2 separate regions of the Mus musculus genome follow, and region 1 is linked to region 2. The links are chromatin contacts, called in public HiChIP or PLAC-seq maps. All regions are on one chromosome and are shown on one strand. The core of a region is the stretch at or near the end of the contact, and the rest is flanking DNA. Distances in the headings are between cores, read along the strand shown.

What was found. HiChIP or PLAC-seq counts read pairs in DNA pulled down with a chosen protein or histone mark.
Region 1: an H3K27ac HiChIP or PLAC-seq map of embryonic stem cells shows a contact between it and region 2, with 9 read pairs. The contact joins the promoter of Tmem51os1 here to the promoter of Fhad1os1 in region 2. A contact is called at or near these places in 11 of 39 promoter capture datasets (the 3T3-L1 cell line, the C10 cell line, embryonic stem cells and 4 more), 2 of 15 datasets of contacts at CTCF or cohesin (embryonic stem cells and liver), 34 of 484 Hi-C or Micro-C datasets (the HL-1 cell line, bone marrow-derived macrophages, centroblasts and 16 more), 26 of 115 datasets of contacts at active chromatin or transcription factors (astrocytes, bone marrow-derived macrophages, craniofacial prominence and 16 more) and 4 of 9 other capture datasets (adipose tissue, embryonic stem cells, liver and 1 more).

Annotation. Positions count from the first base shown.
Region 1 is chr4:142,082,865-142,085,564 of GRCm38.p6, forward strand. Tmem51os1 (Tmem51 opposite strand 1) reads left to right here and starts at 1,434. Exons shown (of 5, transcript NR_027137.1): 1 at 1,434-2,110. Tmem51 (transmembrane protein 51) reads right to left here and starts at 1,440. Exons shown (of 3, transcript NM_145402.3): 1 at 1,198-1,440.
Region 2 is chr4:141,981,594-141,984,293 of GRCm38.p6, forward strand. It overlaps Fhad1os1 (forkhead-associated (FHA) phosphopeptide binding domain 1, opposite strand 1), which reads left to right and starts at 1,399. Exons shown (of 4, transcript NR_040672.1): 1 at 1,399-1,447; 2 at 1,633-1,775. Fhad1 (forkhead-associated (FHA) phosphopeptide binding domain 1) reads right to left here. Exons shown (of 32, transcript NM_177868.4): 5 at 555-797.

The DNA of each region.
Region 1 (2,700 bases), core at 184-2,683, 100 kb after region 2:
AGGAGGAGACAGGCTCAGAGGGGGTGAGGTGACTTGGCTCACCATCATCACACAGCCCTTGTCATATCTACCGCTGACTTCCTTGATTTCCCAATTAGACAGGGCTGGCTTTGGGTGATGCCCAATGACCAACAGAATGGCCACCAGTCTCTTTTTCTCTGCTCACCCTTTTCTTTCTGTCTGGGTTGGGGGAACCTTTGATCTGGTTCTGAGGGAGATATTTGGAAAGGAGTAACTCCCCCCAAGGACCTTTGAATGACAGGTCTCAGTGGGAAAGCTCTTGACCCTTCTCTTAAGAAGCCAACCTTCAAGTTTGCTTTCAAAACAAAAGCTAGAGGAACTAGAGGAAGCCCTGAAGTGGACAGGTGGGGATCCCTACCCCCCCCCCCCAAGCCTGCTTAACTCGCCTAGGTCCTGCCCCTTCACTCCACTCCTGACTTCATCTCTAAGTTTCCATATTGGCCAAGGACCTGGCTCAGGGTCACATATATCATCAGAGGAGAAACCCACCACCTTGCAGGGTCCCCCACTGACAGGTCTCCTGCTCCTACCTTGTGCGTGAGAAAAAAATTCTCAAAGTGGCCAAATCAAACTTGGCGTTCCCTCCTCAAATGCACCCACAACATTCATATCAATTACAAGCAAACTTACTATGTCGTCGGTATTTTGTTCTCCCCTGCACCCTGTAACTTAATTTACAGTCATTGGTCTGCGAATACTTAGCCTCAGCCTAGGGCTCCTCGGGCTCCTATAGTCACTCCTATTTTACAGGCGAAGAAACTAAGGACCCTGGAGGACCGCTGGCTCTCCACCCCTCGATTGCTTCTTAATCCGGTAACAGTCAGAAGGAAGTAAGAATACACAATGTCCACCCCTACATTACTAGGACAGAGGCTCCCACGGCCGGCTCAGTGCCCTATCCAAGTTCTTTCCTCTCAAAAGTGCCCAGGTGCTCTGTCCAGGCACAAGCGGATGGAACCTGTCCCCGCCAACAGGGGGCCCTCGAGGCCAAAGCCAGAGCGACGCGGGGAGGCGGGAGAACTCCACATCAGCCGGGTGCGGCTACAGAGGGTGCGGGGGGGGGGGGGGGGCGGAGTGGAGTCCCCTGAGGAACATGTCCGACATGATGCTCCCGGACGCACGGATACCCAACCCGGGCCCTACCGTGCTCTTTTCGGCGCGAGGACGCAGACTCACCCCGAAGGCAAAGGGCCACGCTTGGTCTCTGTCCGCAGGCCCGGGGCTGGGGGTTTCGCGACACCCCCACCCCAGGCAATCGCGGGCCGCGGAGCCGGAGCCGGGGAGCACAGCGTGGAGAGGGCGCGCAGCCCGGGGACCTCTGTGGCGATCAGCCAGCGCGGCCCAAAGCAGCGAGAGCAGGAGGGAGGGACCGAGGGCGCCCGCAGGAGGCACCGCCCACCTGCCCACCCTGCGCCCTACGCCACCAGGCGGGGACCCGGACCCTGGGGCGGAGCAGGCTGGAGGGCCTGGCCCTGCAACGCAGTGCAGGGTCCCGGACCTCCTACTCTGAGGCTGGGGAATGGCTGTCTACTGGGGCACTTGAGGGATAATGGGAGCTGGGAGTCCCTGTTCGGCGACCTCACCTGGCTGTAAACTCACCTTCTTGTGCGCGCAGGCCGCCGCTCCTGCGGCTCCAGGCAGCCAAGCCCAATGATGGGCGGAGGAGGGAAGGAGGAAGGAAGGGAAGTTTTCCCAGCCTCTCAGCTCACGCTTTCGGTCAGCTTCCCACTCTCTGGTGTCCCGGACGCCCTCCGGATCGCCACTTCGAGCCCTAGTCTAGCTCGGGAGTGTTCCCGTAAGGGGCGCGTTCCCAGCTTGGCAGAAAACTTTCCAGCGAATCACAGGCTGGCTTCTCCCTCCGCCTGGAGCCGGGGAGGGTGATCTGAACTGAGTGGCGCCTCACCTGGCTGGAAGTTTGCCTGGGAACCCCACGACTCCAGGCACAGATCTATGTGCCCTGCCAGCTCTGAATCTCGACCTGGGTGGCTTCGTGGGTGCGCAGCCAGCTCTTTGAAGTTCAAGGCTTGAGAAGTCCCTGGGCAGCCGGGTGTCAGAGGATTCGGCTGGGGTTAAAAGGCGCCTCCTACTGGTGTGTGTGTGTGTGTGTGTGTGTGTGTGTGTGTGTGAGAGAGAGAGAGAGAGAGAGAGAGAGAGAGAGAGAGAGAGAGAGAGATTGAAAGTCCGCTTTCTGGATAAACCGCACAGCTTGGCTGCAGCCAAGTTCACTTGGAATTCCTGGGTACATACTTCCCGAGCTGTATACTTCCGGAGTCCAATCACACTCTATACACTGCTACTTCTTATTTGCACTGATAGAAAGGGATTAATTGGGAAATGGCTTGTGATTTGGGAAGTGAAAAGGGCATTTTTGGAAACAGGTTCGGAGCGCAAGAGTAACTGCTAACATTTCACGTCCTTACTCTGAACCCGGCCTGGGTGACCCCACCCCCGCCCCGCCCCGCCTCGCCTCCTGAACATTCTCCCTCAACCTCTCCACCCGGCACAGCCCGGGCCTATAGTTTGCATTTCACCCTGACAGACTCGAGGCAGGTCATTCAGAGAGTCCCAGAGGTGGAAGCAAGGAATACTGGTACTTTTCCATGCCGGGATTCAGCTCTAGACCTGCCCCTACACCGCATCTAATCTAGCTGGGCAGGTCTGTCTCTTCCAAGCGGGGAG
Region 2 (2,700 bases), core at 149-2,648:
TGGGATTAGATATCTGGAGGAGTTCACCCCTGGAAAAGACTGATTGTCCCGCCCACAGCAGCCACTGATTGCCTGTGGCTCTTCATCCAGGGGTGGGGCCTTGTGAGTCCCCACCCACTTTGCATGCCTTGTGTTTTCATAGGGAGGGATGGAACTCAGGTTCCTGCACTTGCAGAGCAAGTACTTTAGGAGCTGAGCCATCTCCTCGGCCCAATTGCTATCTTTATAAAACAGGAATTTGGATCTAGTTTCCAGAGAATAGAAGCTTTCTGGTAAATGGAGACCAAGTGGGGAACACATTTGATGACACTGCCCATGGTGAAGCCAGGGACCACCACAGTCTCTCGGGGTGGGGGGGGAGGTGTCAGAAGACTGTGACAGATCTAAAGAACATTCTCCAAGGCCCAACACATGCCGCACTGGGAAACAGGGCCTGTGATGGCCTTCTGTCCGTATGCTCTGTGACGTCCCAGATGCCCTCTTCCTATCTGTGCTCGGGCTCCACTCTGACTGTGGTGTTTCTACGCTTTGACGGGCTTGTCCCAGAGTCCTACCTGGCTTTTCATGCTCTCAATCTCCTTCTGCCTGAGATCGTCGCCTTCATCCACGCCCTGGAGCTTCGGGTCACACCTGTTACTCTGCCTGGCTGCGGCGACAGCGGCTGTCTCTGACAACCTTTGGCTCAGGTCGGCCACCTCAGCCTGCAGGTTCATGATCAGAGCGTCTTTATATTTGGACTCCATTTCAAAGTCAGAGAGCCGATTAACCTCTCTCCCCAAGAGCAGAATGATCTCGTCCTGTGTGGGGACAAGAGGGAGGCTTGGTATGGGTGTGGGTGGCAAGCTGGGCCTGTTTCTACAATCTAGGAGGAACTGGGTGTCACTAAGGGAAAGGCAGGTGAGGGGGAGAGGGCAGGCAGAGGGCCTGGAGAGAAGAGAGTTGGGCTAGAACCACATATCCGTACCTAGATGCTTATAATGGAGTCTCCCAGGAATAGAATCTCTTTTTTTTACCCAGAAAAAAAAATACTTTCATGTGGTAAACCACAGCCCCCTGGGAATGTCAGAGGACATTCTGCACACTCCCTTACAAGGCCCATGTTCAGGGTGTTGGAGACCCAGCACAGGTAAATGGATTGGGATACATGGGAATGCACTCTGACCATCAAGAGGACATTATTAGTTTAATAGTTTTTATGTATTCTGAAGAGGTCATTTCTCTCTTTCTCTTCTTCTGGGAGTCCCTGTTTCCCTCTGTCCGCCTCAGGGAAAATGTACTCAGCGAACAGAGTTGAATCAGGAAACAGAACACTGAATGCTTGTGAACACTCGGGTGGGTGGGGGGGTGGGGAGCTGTGGGTGGAGTTCCCCACGGGTGGAGCCAATGTACCTCCTCACTAGGAAAACACGGGAACCAAGACGTCTCTGTTTCTCCAAAGCTGGAACAGGTACCCTGAACCTCTCAGAGTGATGGAAAGACGGGAAAAACTGAATTCTAGCTGTGTGCCTGGGGAAACAGATGGTGTCACGGGCACGAGGAAGCCCACGGGCGTTGCCAAGGACCTCTGGGTCCTTGTGAATGTCTGTTACAGCTCTTCCAGGAGACTCTGTTTCTTTTGTTCTGTATCTTCAGCATTTTACCCAGCCTCATCCACAGCGAGCCACCCTGGGCCTCCACACTCAGCAGCACAGAATTGATTATCTTTTTGTGCCACAGAGATCTACTGGGCACCTACTGTGTGCTGGGCTCTGCACTGGATGTAAACAAACCTTCAGGTACAGTGTCCTGCCGTGGTTTTCGTTCTCTCTGGTGCTGTCCCTGGTCTCTATGCCCTCCTTAAGGGAATGTCATCTGCTCCTTCCGGGTGGCTTTGGTAAGAGTGGATGTCAATCAAGTAGCTCACTTCCTGTCCTTCCTGCTCCTGTCCCTGTGACCCAGGCTGGTCAACCAGTTGTTTCTGGTGTGGATTTTGGGTCGGGGCAGGGGTTCCCCCCTCTCTTTGTATCATGGACTTTAAGTACAGAGCTTGACCATAATCATCCGGTCAGCACAGGGAGCTAGCCTGCTGGGGACTGTCAAACTGCAGGAAAAACAAAGAGTAGAACAGGCAATGGGGACATTCCAATGACATCCCTGAAGATCCTGGATGTACCATGCCTGAGGCTTGATAGCCTTTCTTTTTTCTTTTTTAAAACTATTTACTTGTTTTATGTTTATAAGCATACTGTAGCTATCTTCAGAAACAACAGAAGAGGGCATCAGATCCCATTACAGATGGCTGTGCGCCACCATATGGTTGCTGGAAGAGTAGTCAGTGCCTTTAACTGCTGAGCCATCTCTTCAGCCCCGCTTGCCAGCCTTTCAATAAGACTAGCTAATGAACATTTTCCACCCCCATTGTTGACTGCCACTTGTCCTTGAAGGTGCTTGGGAAATCAGGGCATAAAAGGTTCAAAACAGCAAAAACAATTCGGTTTTCACTTTGTTCCCACCTTAATAGGAGTTACGACGACAGCGGTAGATCAAATGTGACAAAAACTTTGTGGCTTTTGTCACTGAGTGGTATCAATGTCTACTGTCCACCAAGCAAGTCTGTGGCTCCAGGGGATGGATGGAAGCTAGCAGAGGTCACAGTACAGAGTGAGCTCTGAGTAAGCTGTCGGGATGCTGTGGTATCTGCCCTGGGGACCTGGGGGCTGC